Linked DNA regions of Callithrix jacchus: region 2 is linked to region 1. A link is a contact called in public Hi-C data. All regions are on one chromosome and are shown on one strand. Each heading gives the region's core, a stretch centred on a gene start, on an enhancer-like site or on the middle of the called end of the contact. The rest is flanking DNA. Distances are from core to core; before and after follow the strand shown.

Region 1 (5,173 bases), core at 2,007-4,506:
TAACATGATGAAACCCCGTCTCTACTAAAAATACAAAAAATTAGCTAGGCATGGTGGCACACACCTGTAGTCCCAACCGCTTGGGAAACTGAGGCAGGAGAATCGCTTGAACCCGGGAGGTGGAGGTTGCAGTGAGCCAAAACTGAGCCACTGCACTCCAGCCTGGACTCCATCTCAAAAAAAAAAGAAGTCCCTCATGCTTTCCACCGCCTGAGACAAAGTCCAAACCTACCCAGCATTCAAGGCCCTTCCCAAGTTAGGCACAACCCATCTTTCCCGTCCCATCCTTTGCTGTACTCCCCCAACCCATGCCATAGCAGACTTCTTTTCCATCATGCTCTGATGTGCTTGTTCAAGCTGACACCTCCACCCAGGCCTCCCTTCCCATTCTTCACTCGCAGGCCAATTTCCATTTGTCTTTCCAGCCCCATATCAAAGGTCTCCACCTCTGAGAAGCCCACTACCTCCCAGCCTCACCTTCAGGTGATAGGTTGCTCCTACGTCCACTCCCAAGGCATCCTGTACAGACTCTTAATGGTAGGCTTATAATGCCTCACCCAAAGATGTCCACGTCCTAACCCCCAGAACCTGTGGATAGGATACCTTACATTCCATCCATGTTACCCTATTGTAAGAAGGACTTTGCAGATCTGATTAAGATAAGGAGGTTGAGATGGAGAGGTCATTCTCAGTTATTTGGGCAGACCCAATGTAATCACAAGAGTCCTTATAAAAGGAGGCAGAGGCCAGGTGCATTGGCTCATGCCTGTAATCTCAGCACTTTGGGAGCCTGAGGAGGGCAGATCACTTGAGGTCAGGATTCCAGAGCAGCCTGGCCAATACAGTGAAACCCCCATCTCTACTATATACAAAAATTAGCCAGGTATGGTGGTGCATGCCTGTAATCCCAGGTATTCGGGAGGCTGAGGCAGGAATTGTTTGTTTGAATCCAGGAGGCGGAGGTTGCAGTGAGCCGAGATCGCACTATTGCACTCCAGCCTGGGCAACAGAGAGAGACTCCATCTCAAAAACAAAAAAAAAAAAAAAAAAAAAGGAGGCAGGAAGTGATCGCAGAAGCATCGATTTGAATGATGAAGCCATGAGCCAAGAAATGCCAGCAACATTTAGAAGCTGGATGAGGCATGGAACAGATACTCTCCTGGACCCTCCAAAAGGGACCAGCCCTGAGGACACCTTCACTTTGGCCCAGTTAACACTGATTTGGGACTTCCCGCCTCCAGAGTCATCGGATAACAAATTTGAGTCATTTTAAGCCACCGAGCTTGTGTTAATTTGTGACAGCAGCAACGAGAAATTCCTACACCTTTATTCTAGCATTAGTCACACTGTGTGACAGATGCCTTTCTCACCCCACTGAGAGCTCCTCAGCCAGTGTTTCCTGATGGTTTCACACAAAGCCTGGGGCTTCACTAGGGCTCACACACTGCTTGATGAATCAACAAATGGACACACCTGCTTCATCCCCTCCTGTCTCCCTCAGCCTGAACATACAGACACACTCTCTCTCTCATACCCACTCCACTCACCTGCCCATCCACCACCCACGTCTCCCAGGAAGGCAGCAGCTCACCTTGGGCTGGCCAGCAAATAGCTGTTTCCCTGGAACACATGATTTTAAATGAGGAGAGGGATTTCTCTCCAGGTAATGATGGGACAAATCTGCAGGGATGAAAAGACTAACATTTTGATATGGTGGATTTGGAACCCAAGAATTGGCATGGTAGCACAGAAATCTAAAATTCTTTCCTAATGAACCAGTGATGTTCGCAAGACACAACCCTGATTTCGACTTCCCCATTAGTCCTCACCCCGTCTCAGCCCCAAGGTGCTCAGTGAAAGATGGTGACAACTGTATTTAATGACACTGAAAGATGTCCACTTTACAGCATTAAGGGAGAAAAGCAGAACAGTGTGAACAGCGTGATCCCATTTTGTTAAAAGATTAAGTCTACGGACAATGTATGTGTGTATACACACATAGACATACACATATACGTCTACCTATACATACGTATACAGGTGTAGGGGAGTTCATGTAGGCGTGGAGCAGAGGCCGGAAGACTGGTGGAGAGGTTAACAATGGTTTTATGGGGGTTATGGGCAGTTGCTTTTTAATCTGTATTTTTTAAATGGTTTTACAAAGAAAAAGACTACTAACATAATGCGAAATAAGTAATTTCAACATTTAAAAAAAGAGCATTTCACGTGGCAGGGCTATTGTGTGTGTGTCCATTCCCGGACAGCCCCGGCTGGATCCCGCGCTCCACCCCAAGTAGGAAGCTGGGGTCCCCAGAGCAATGGCGGAAGCTTCGAGGAGCTGCGGGCCGGGAGAGGGACGCGGCCGGGTCCGCGGGCCGGGAGGGGCTGCTGGGAATCGGAAAACACAGATAGGTCCGCGAAGGTGGCTTGTGCCGAATGACCAGATGACGACCCGCTGTGGGCCCGAGGTGCGGTGCCGGGAGCCCGTTCCTGCCCGCGGTCCCTCTCCCTCGCCCACGGCCACAACGTCTCCGCCGAGTCCTCCCCGGTCTCCTGGGCGAGGGCAGGTGTCGCCCGAGACCCCGGCCGCGGACAGATGCCCACGGTCACCCCGGCCTCCCTCGGCCCCATTGGCCGAACACCCCTTTTCCGCGGTGGCGTTTTTGTTTTAACTCTTCCGAACTGGTTACAAAACCACACTCCCACGAATACATAAATAATGGATGGGGGGCGATGTTTTAAAGAAATTCCCGCGGGCTGGCAAGGCAACAGCGACTGCATTTCTGCTGCATCACGTTTAACTCTTCCCAGGCTGCTGCGGGAGACGCGCGACGGCGGAGAGACTCGGGCTACACCGCCCTTCCCCGCCCGGGGCTGGCGACACTCGCGTGGGGATTAAGAGGCGAGGAGAGGCTGTCGGCGATCCGGCGCCCGCCAGATGGGAGAGTGATAAGCGTAAGGCCGCAGCGCGCCCACTAGCCGGGCACCCACCCGGTCTGCCGGCCGCGGCTCCCGCCCCCGGCGCGGCTCCTTTAAGAGCCAGCGCGCGCCCCCGCCCCGCGAGCGCCGACTTTCCTTGGCAACCGCCCCGGGGGAGGGGGAGGTCCTGGCAACCGCGCGCCGGCCGCGAGGGTCACGTGACGGCCCGCAGCTGGAACGCGAGCGCGCGCCCCGCCGCGCACCCGCCCGCCGGGGCCTGGGCGCTGCGGCGCGTGCGCGAGCGGTGCCGCACCGGCCGCGGGCGCAGGGAGTATTATGGGCTGTGGGTGCCGCTGAGCAAGATGGAGCTGTCTGCAGTGGGCGAGCGGGTCTTCGCGGCCGAATCCATCATCAAACGGCGGATCCGAAAGGTGAGCCGCCGCCCGGGGCGGGCCGCCGCTGTCCGCAGCCGGAGCCGGGGCCGGGGGCCTTCGGGGCGAAGCGGTCCCGCTAGCCCGGCTCCCTCGCCCAGCCCCGCGCCGCCGCCTCCTCGCGTCCCCGCATCCTCCCCACCCCCATCCCCCTTTTTCTCCTCTCTGTTTTTCAGGGACGCATCGAGTACCTGGTGAAATGGAAGGGGTGGGCGATCAAGTGAGTGTTGCGGGGTCCGGGGGCGTCGCGGGAGAGGAGGCAGCGGGCACCGGGGCCTGGGGTGGGGGGGTGCGCGCGCTTGCTCTTCGCCGCGTGCTGTCCCTCTCTGGTCTTCATCCTGATTTTGTGCGTGTGTGACTCGGCAGGTACAGCACTTGGGAGCCGGAGGAGAACATCCTGGACTCGCGGCTCATTGCAGCCTTCGAGCAAAAGTGAGTTGTTGGGGAAGCTGGCAGGGGCGGCGGGGCCGAGGCTCAGCTGGGGCGCCGCGCGGGGAAGCGGGAGAGCCGGGAAGGGCAGCGCGAATGGGGCCCGGGAAGGGGCTCTGTTTAACCTCTCGTGTTTTTCGGCCACAGGGAGAGGGAGCGTGAGCTGTATGGACCCAAGAAGAGGGGACCTAAACCCAAAACTTTCCTCCTGAAGGTAACCTGGCCTAGCCCCAGCAGCATCCCCCTCTCGGGCCCCCAGCCCCGGAACAGCACGGGGCCTGGAAGGGAGGGACAGATCGGCTGCCGCCCAAGCGGGCGGGCCTTTCCAGAGGGGCCCCAGCTGGGCAGGGGGTGGTTGTGAACCCCCTGAGAAACCTCTGATGGCAGGCCTCAGCCAGCTTCAGCTTCAACAAGAGGGTCCCGAGACTGGGGATAATCCTCCCTCTTGAAAGCAGGGTCTGGGGGTGCCTGTAGGGCTCCAGGAAGGGGTGGCTGAGGCAGGTGGGTGATGGCGTGGGAAGGGGGCGTTGGTTTGAGTTGTTAGGTCTGTGCTGGGAGTTGGGACCCAGGGGGAGAGTGAGTGGGGTCCCACTTCTGGGCAGGGCACAGGGAGAGGACTTGGGGGACCACCTGCCTCCCTGCCCCTGGCTTCCCCCAGTCCCTGTCTGTCAGGATTTGTTCTGCCTGGCTCCCCTCCTTTCTCGGAGATCCAACTTGAATTTGACCTCAGATCACTTCACTCTAAGTTTATCACCCAGGCTGGGCCACTATCTTTAGGACTCTGAGCCTCAGTTTTCCCCCACTGCCAGCCCAGCCATTTCTGGAGGATGGGGGTGTGGGAGTGAGAGCATAGCATATTAGCCTCCGCTAGGGAGGGAAGAACTTCCAGAGGAAGCCATCTTGGAGGATTTGGGTTTTTATTTTGTTTTGACAAGGAAAAACAGAGTCTGGGAAAGGAAGGGCAAGATGACCCCAGGTGACAGGCAAGGCTGCAAGTGGGACTCACTGGGCCACCTGTCTCCCTGTAGCGCTACGGATGCCTCAGGCCCCCTCCCACCCAACAGCTGATGACTTTGTGGGAGGACTCCTTTTCAGAGAAGAGAAGCAGAAGTGAAAGAAATGTTGGTTTCCAGAATTCCATATTTTTATAACCTCCATCCCCAAGCGACGCACATCCTAGGGGATCCAGGGAGTAACCTTAACCCTGATGCTTCTGGGGAGGGGATGGGCGGAGCAGCTGGAAGCCTGATGGGCTGTGTGACAGCCTCTTAGTGCAGCTGGGGCACCCTCTAGCGGCGAAGCGAGTATGACCACGAGCATCGATAGACAAAACGCCTTTTTTCTTGATAGTTCTTTTAGTTCCTGAGCTGGCTGTGGGCGTAATACAGTGCTGA
Region 2 (5,175 bases), core at 1,309-3,808, 220 kb before region 1:
CTGGCATGTGGGACAGATTTCCATTCCCACAGGCGGCTGTGGAAGAGCGGTTAAAAATATTTTATAGGTCGGGCATGGTGGTTCACACCTGTAATCCCAGTACTTTGGGATGCTGAGGTGGGTTATCAGGATCACCTGAGGTTGGGAGTTCAAGACCAGTCTCACCAAGGTGGAGAAACCCCGTCTCTACTAAAAATACAAAAAGTTAGCTGGGTGTGGTGGAACATGCCTGTAATTCTAGCCACCTGGGAGGCTGACGAAGGAGAATCACTTGAACCCAGGAGATGAGGGTTGCAGTGAGCCGAGATCATGCCATTGTACTCTAGCCTGGGCAACAAGAGCAAAACTACTCCGTCTGAAAAAGAAAAAAAAAAAACACACGTGTATATATATACACACACATACATATATATTCATAATTTCTATTACAATTTCTTTTTTTGAACCATTAGTTAACATAAAAACATACTTCTTCAGTGGCTCACGCCTGCAATCCCTGCATTTTGGGAGGCTGTGGCAGGTGGATCACCTGAAGTCAGGAGTTGGACACTAACCTGGCTAACATGGTGAAATCCTGTCTCTACTAAAAAGACAAAAATTCGCCGGGGAAGGGGGGTGCCTATAATCCCAGGTACTAGGGAGGCTGAGGCAGAATTGCTTGAACCCCAGGGGCAGAGGTTATAGTGAGCCGAGATCCTGCCACTTCACCCCAGCCTGGGCGAAAAAGCAAAAACTCCATCTCAAAACAAGGAAAAGAAAAAAAAAAAAGTGCTTCTTACTTTCCAAACACATGGGGCTTTGAAGAAAACTTTTTATTATTCATCTCCGGCTTATATGTGTTGTGGTCAGAGAATGTACTGTTATTTCAAGCTTTTGAAATTTATTGAAATTAAATGTTTTTGTAGGTATCCTGTATGTCTTGAAAAGAGAAGAATTTTACCATTGTTGATAGTGTGCTATGAAAGTCCATTAGTTATTAATTATGTTTTAATCTCCTATGTTATTGAATATTTGTTGTCTTCTCCTACCAATTACAGAGGGATGTGTTAAAACCTCCCACTATAATTGTGGAATTGTCTATCTCTCCCTCTACCTCTCTTCTTGTTTCTTATATTTTAAGACTATGGTATTTGCATACAAATGTGAATTGTTCTCTTTTTCTGGTGAATTGGACACTTTTCATTATGAAGTGACCTTAGTTATTTCTAGTGATGTTTTCCCCCTCGATATTAACGTAACGGCCCCAGCCTTCTTTTTGTTAGCATTTGCATGGTACTTTTCCCCCATGTGCTTACTTTTGACCTTCACTACCTTTACGTTTTGCAAGTGTCTCTTGCGGATTTATCTTGTAAAATGCATGTAGCAATGTATGCATTCTGACAATCTTTGTATTTAAACTGCATTATTTAGTCCACTTGCATTTACTGAATCGCAGAATATCTGAATTTATAGCTATCGTCTATTTGTGCCATCCCCGCCTCATCTTGTATTTATTTTTCTCTCCATTCTTGCCTGCTTTAGGGTTGCCTGGGTTGGTTTGATCATTCTTTTTCCTCCTCCAATCATTTGGATAAATATACACTGCATTTCCACTCCTACAGTGTTCATCCCAGTAACGACAACCTGGATTCTTCAATCTGTCAGTGTGTTTGAAACCTTATCTTCACCTTCCTCCTGAAGAATACAAGGATCTTAAAACACTTTAACTCCACTCACCCAAGTATATACCATCACTGCTGTGTATTCCAAATGTTTTCATCCAGAAGACACTGCTATTGTTTCACACTATCAATGTTCTTCATTTTTCTTTATTCCCTGTTGCATGAGAGCTCCGTCTGGGATCATCTTTCTCCTGCCTGAAGTTCCCGCTTTGGAATCTCCCTCCGGAGAGTCGGCCAGTGGCAGACTATTAAGTTTTTGTATTTCTGAGTGCCATGATTTCCCCTACGTTCTGGATACATCTGCTTCATACCGGATAATCCTTTAAAGACATTTTCATTGAATATATAATTCTAAGATGATGGTTATTTTCTCTCTGGCTTCCGTTCTTCTTGATGAAAAGTCAGGTGTGAATCTATTATTCCCTTTTTCTGAGTGCCAGAAAGAGGTGTTGGATTTTATTCTGAGGGGAATAAGGAGGAAAGTTTTTCAGCACAGGGCGACGCCGTCAGATCTGCATTTTAGCCGCGCACTCTGGCACTTTGTGGCCGAGATCGGAGGGACGGCAGCTCCGCGAGGTCTCTGCTGTGGTCCAGAGAAGCGACGCCCCCCCCGGGCGGTGAGAGCCGGCCGACCCGAGTCCCTGAGGGGAGGACTGAGCGCCAGGAGTTGCGGGCAGTGCAGGAAGGAGCAGGGACGACTCCCGGCTCCCCGCGAGGAATGGAGGCGCGTTAGCCAAAAAGGAAGGGGTGGGGAATCAAGAGTTCGTGTCGGACCTGGTGCCACAAATGGCTGAGCCCCTACTACACACCAGGCGCCCAGTGCGGGCGGGCCTGGGGGAGGCTGGGGCAGCGCGGCGGCAAAATCCGTCCCCGGGGAACCTCAGCTCACCGCGGCCGCTTCCGCCGCGAACCAGGGCCGGGCCTGGGAGCCCTCGAGGCAGTAGCGCCCGCTTCTGACCCGCGCGTCTCGGCATCGACCTTGGAGGGTCGGGTGGGCTGACATAGGGGAGGATGAAGGGGTGGCCGGACGGATGTGGAGACGCCGGCCAAACTGCGCCGCGGCGAAGGCGGGATTAGGGAGACCTCAGCCCTGCGACGACCGGACACGGTGGGAAGCCTTCTGGGTCCCGGCCCTCCGGCAACTCAAGGGCCCCGGGCCCGTCTCGTCCGCTGCGGGAGGTGGGCAAATGACCTCCCTGCTTTGAGCCTCGACTTTGTCGTCGGCCCCACAGAGCCCAGCCGTTTCGGCCCCTCGCAGTCACCGGGAGGCTGTGAGGCGCCCGCGGAGGAATTAAGGAGCACGTCCTGACCCGGCAACACAGCGAAAAGCGACGCGCGAGCCTCCGCCCCGCCCCGCCCCAGCCGGCGCCCGAGACAAGTAAGTCGCGCGTCCCGGCGCACGCGGCGCGCCGCCCAATAGCAACGCGGGGGGGGCGGATCCCGGGGCGGGGCTACGGCGGGGGAGGACCCGGGTTCGGGGGCGGGGCTGACCCACAGGGCGCGAGCAGAGCCCGGCGGCCGGCCTGCGCGCTCCTGCCCCGCCCCCTCCTTGCGCGCGCTCGCTCGCTGGCGCCGCTGAAAACGTTGCGCAGGTTCAAAAATGGAACGTCGGCGGCGTGAGGGAGCGCGAGGGGGTGTGCGCGCGTACGCGCGCGCGTGCGCGCCCGGGCGAGGGTGACAGGGACCCCGCCAGCCCCAGCATCGCGCGCCGCAGCCGCGGCCCCGCAGCTCCGCCCCCGGCCCGGCCCCGGGCCCGCTCCCCTGCCGCCCCGCATGGAGCTGTCAGCAATCGGCGAGCAGGTGTTCGCCGTGGAGAGCATCCGGAAGAAGCGTGTGCGGAAGGTGAGGCTGCCCGGGGGCGGCTCCCAGGACCCCGGTGGGGTCCCTCCCGTCCCCAGCACCGCTCCGTCCACGCTGGGGCTGAGGGGGAAAGCGGGGCGCGGAGCGCCTGCAGCCCTGCGCTGCTGGGCCCGTCTCCCCAGTCCGTGCCTCAGTTTCCCTGCCACCGTGTAGGACGAGTAGAATAAAAGTTGTCTCTCCAGGATGTTAGGGGTGGCCGAGCTCGCCTGAGCTGGAGACTGGGATCGGACATAGGGATCCTGAGCACCATCCCGCCGCGCTCCCCTTTTATTGTAAATATGGGGAGACTGAGGCCCAAGTTGAAAGGACTTGCCTAGCACATTAGTGTCAGAGCTGGGTCTTGAACTCGGGACTCTGGATGCTTGGCACCAAGTCCTTTCGAGTAAGTGGAGCTTTGGAAAAGCCTCCTCCGGCCTCAGAAGTTCTCCTGCTGGACTTTGGCCTTCTCCGATCTGGTTGCCTCTACCCCCACCCGAGCACATCCTTCTTCCCCGCCCCAACCCCACCTCAACTCCTAGCCCGGCCAGGGCTCAGAAGCCCGCCCCCTGCGATGGGGCATCCCCTAGGCTCCTTATCCCATCTGCCTTCTCCTTCAAAACATAACACCCTGCAATTTAAGGAGGTGTCTGATCTGCTAGTTTCAGAACCCCACAGTTGGGGCTGGACTTTGTCCCGGCCTGGCGTCTACACCTCCTGTGCACTTGTTTGGCAAGGGGGCTTGCCCAAGGCTGGAGGTTAGGCTTGGGGAGAAGTTCCTCTCCTGGTACTCACTACTGTCCTTCCTTTGTCTCCTCCTCCCTGCAGCCCTTTGGGAGGCTCCAGGCGGACTGGGAGGGGCCCTAGGGTACCTCCTCCCATTTAACAGAGACAAAAACTGAGGCTTGGCGGGATGTGGTGGCTCACACCTATAATCCCAGTACTTTGGGAGGCCGAGGCGGGTGGATCACGAGGTCAAGAGATCGAGACCATCCTGGTCAACAAAGTGAAACCCCGTCTCTACTAAAAATACAAAAATTAGCTGGGCATGGTGGTGTGCTTCTGTAGTCCCAGCTACTGGGGAGGCTGAAGCAGGAGAATTGCCTGATCCCAGGAGGCGGAGGTTGCAGTGAGCCAAGATTGTGCCATTGCACTCCAGTCTGGGTAACAAGAGCGAAACTCCGTCTCAAAAAAAAACAACTGAGGCGCAGAAGAAGTGACCTGCTCAAGGTCACTCAGCGAGTTAGAGAGGTAGAGCAGGAGCTCAGCTGGGCTGATTGCCAGCCCATCTTCTTTCTCCATAGAGAAATCTCAGTCCTGGCATCTTGGGCCAAGGGTGAAGGTCAAGGTGGTCAGGAGCATCTTTCTTCCTTCAACTCTGCTTGGGGTTCTACTCTTCTGATTGAGGCAGCTGTTCCTCCTTCTCTTCCTTTTTCCTAGGGTTTCCTCAACTTAAAAGAGAATGAATTTATTCCACAAAGCTCAGTGCTTTTTCATGCTGTGTAGCCTGAAGCAGGTACAACACTAACGCCCTCTACGATGGGGCTCGCAGGGTAGTGCAAGAGATCGAGACCATCATTTCTTCGGCCAGTCACTCAAAATACTTATTGAGGATCTATCATGTACCAGGCACCAGTCTAAGTAAGCCCCAGGGATCCATCCCTTCCCTCTGGGAGCT

What was found. A called contact is a pair of places that touch in the nucleus more often than the background predicts.
Region 2: a Hi-C map of skeletal muscle shows a contact between it and region 1, with 4 times the contacts expected there. The contact joins the promoter of CBX7 here to the promoter of CBX6 in region 1. A contact is called at or near these places in 3 of 3 Hi-C or Micro-C datasets (induced pluripotent stem cells and skeletal muscle).

What each region holds. Positions count from the first base shown.
Region 1 is chr1:209,743,450-209,748,622 of calJac240_pri, reverse strand. CBX6 (chromobox 6) reads left to right here and starts at 3,256. Exons shown (of 5, transcript XM_035273026.3): 1 at 3,256-3,350; 2 at 3,527-3,570; 3 at 3,717-3,782; 4 at 3,927-3,993. The coding sequence starts at 3,282.
Region 2 is chr1:209,963,159-209,968,333 of calJac240_pri, reverse strand. CBX7 (chromobox 7) reads left to right here and starts at 2,558. Exons shown (of 6, transcript XM_078341110.1): 1 at 2,558-3,039.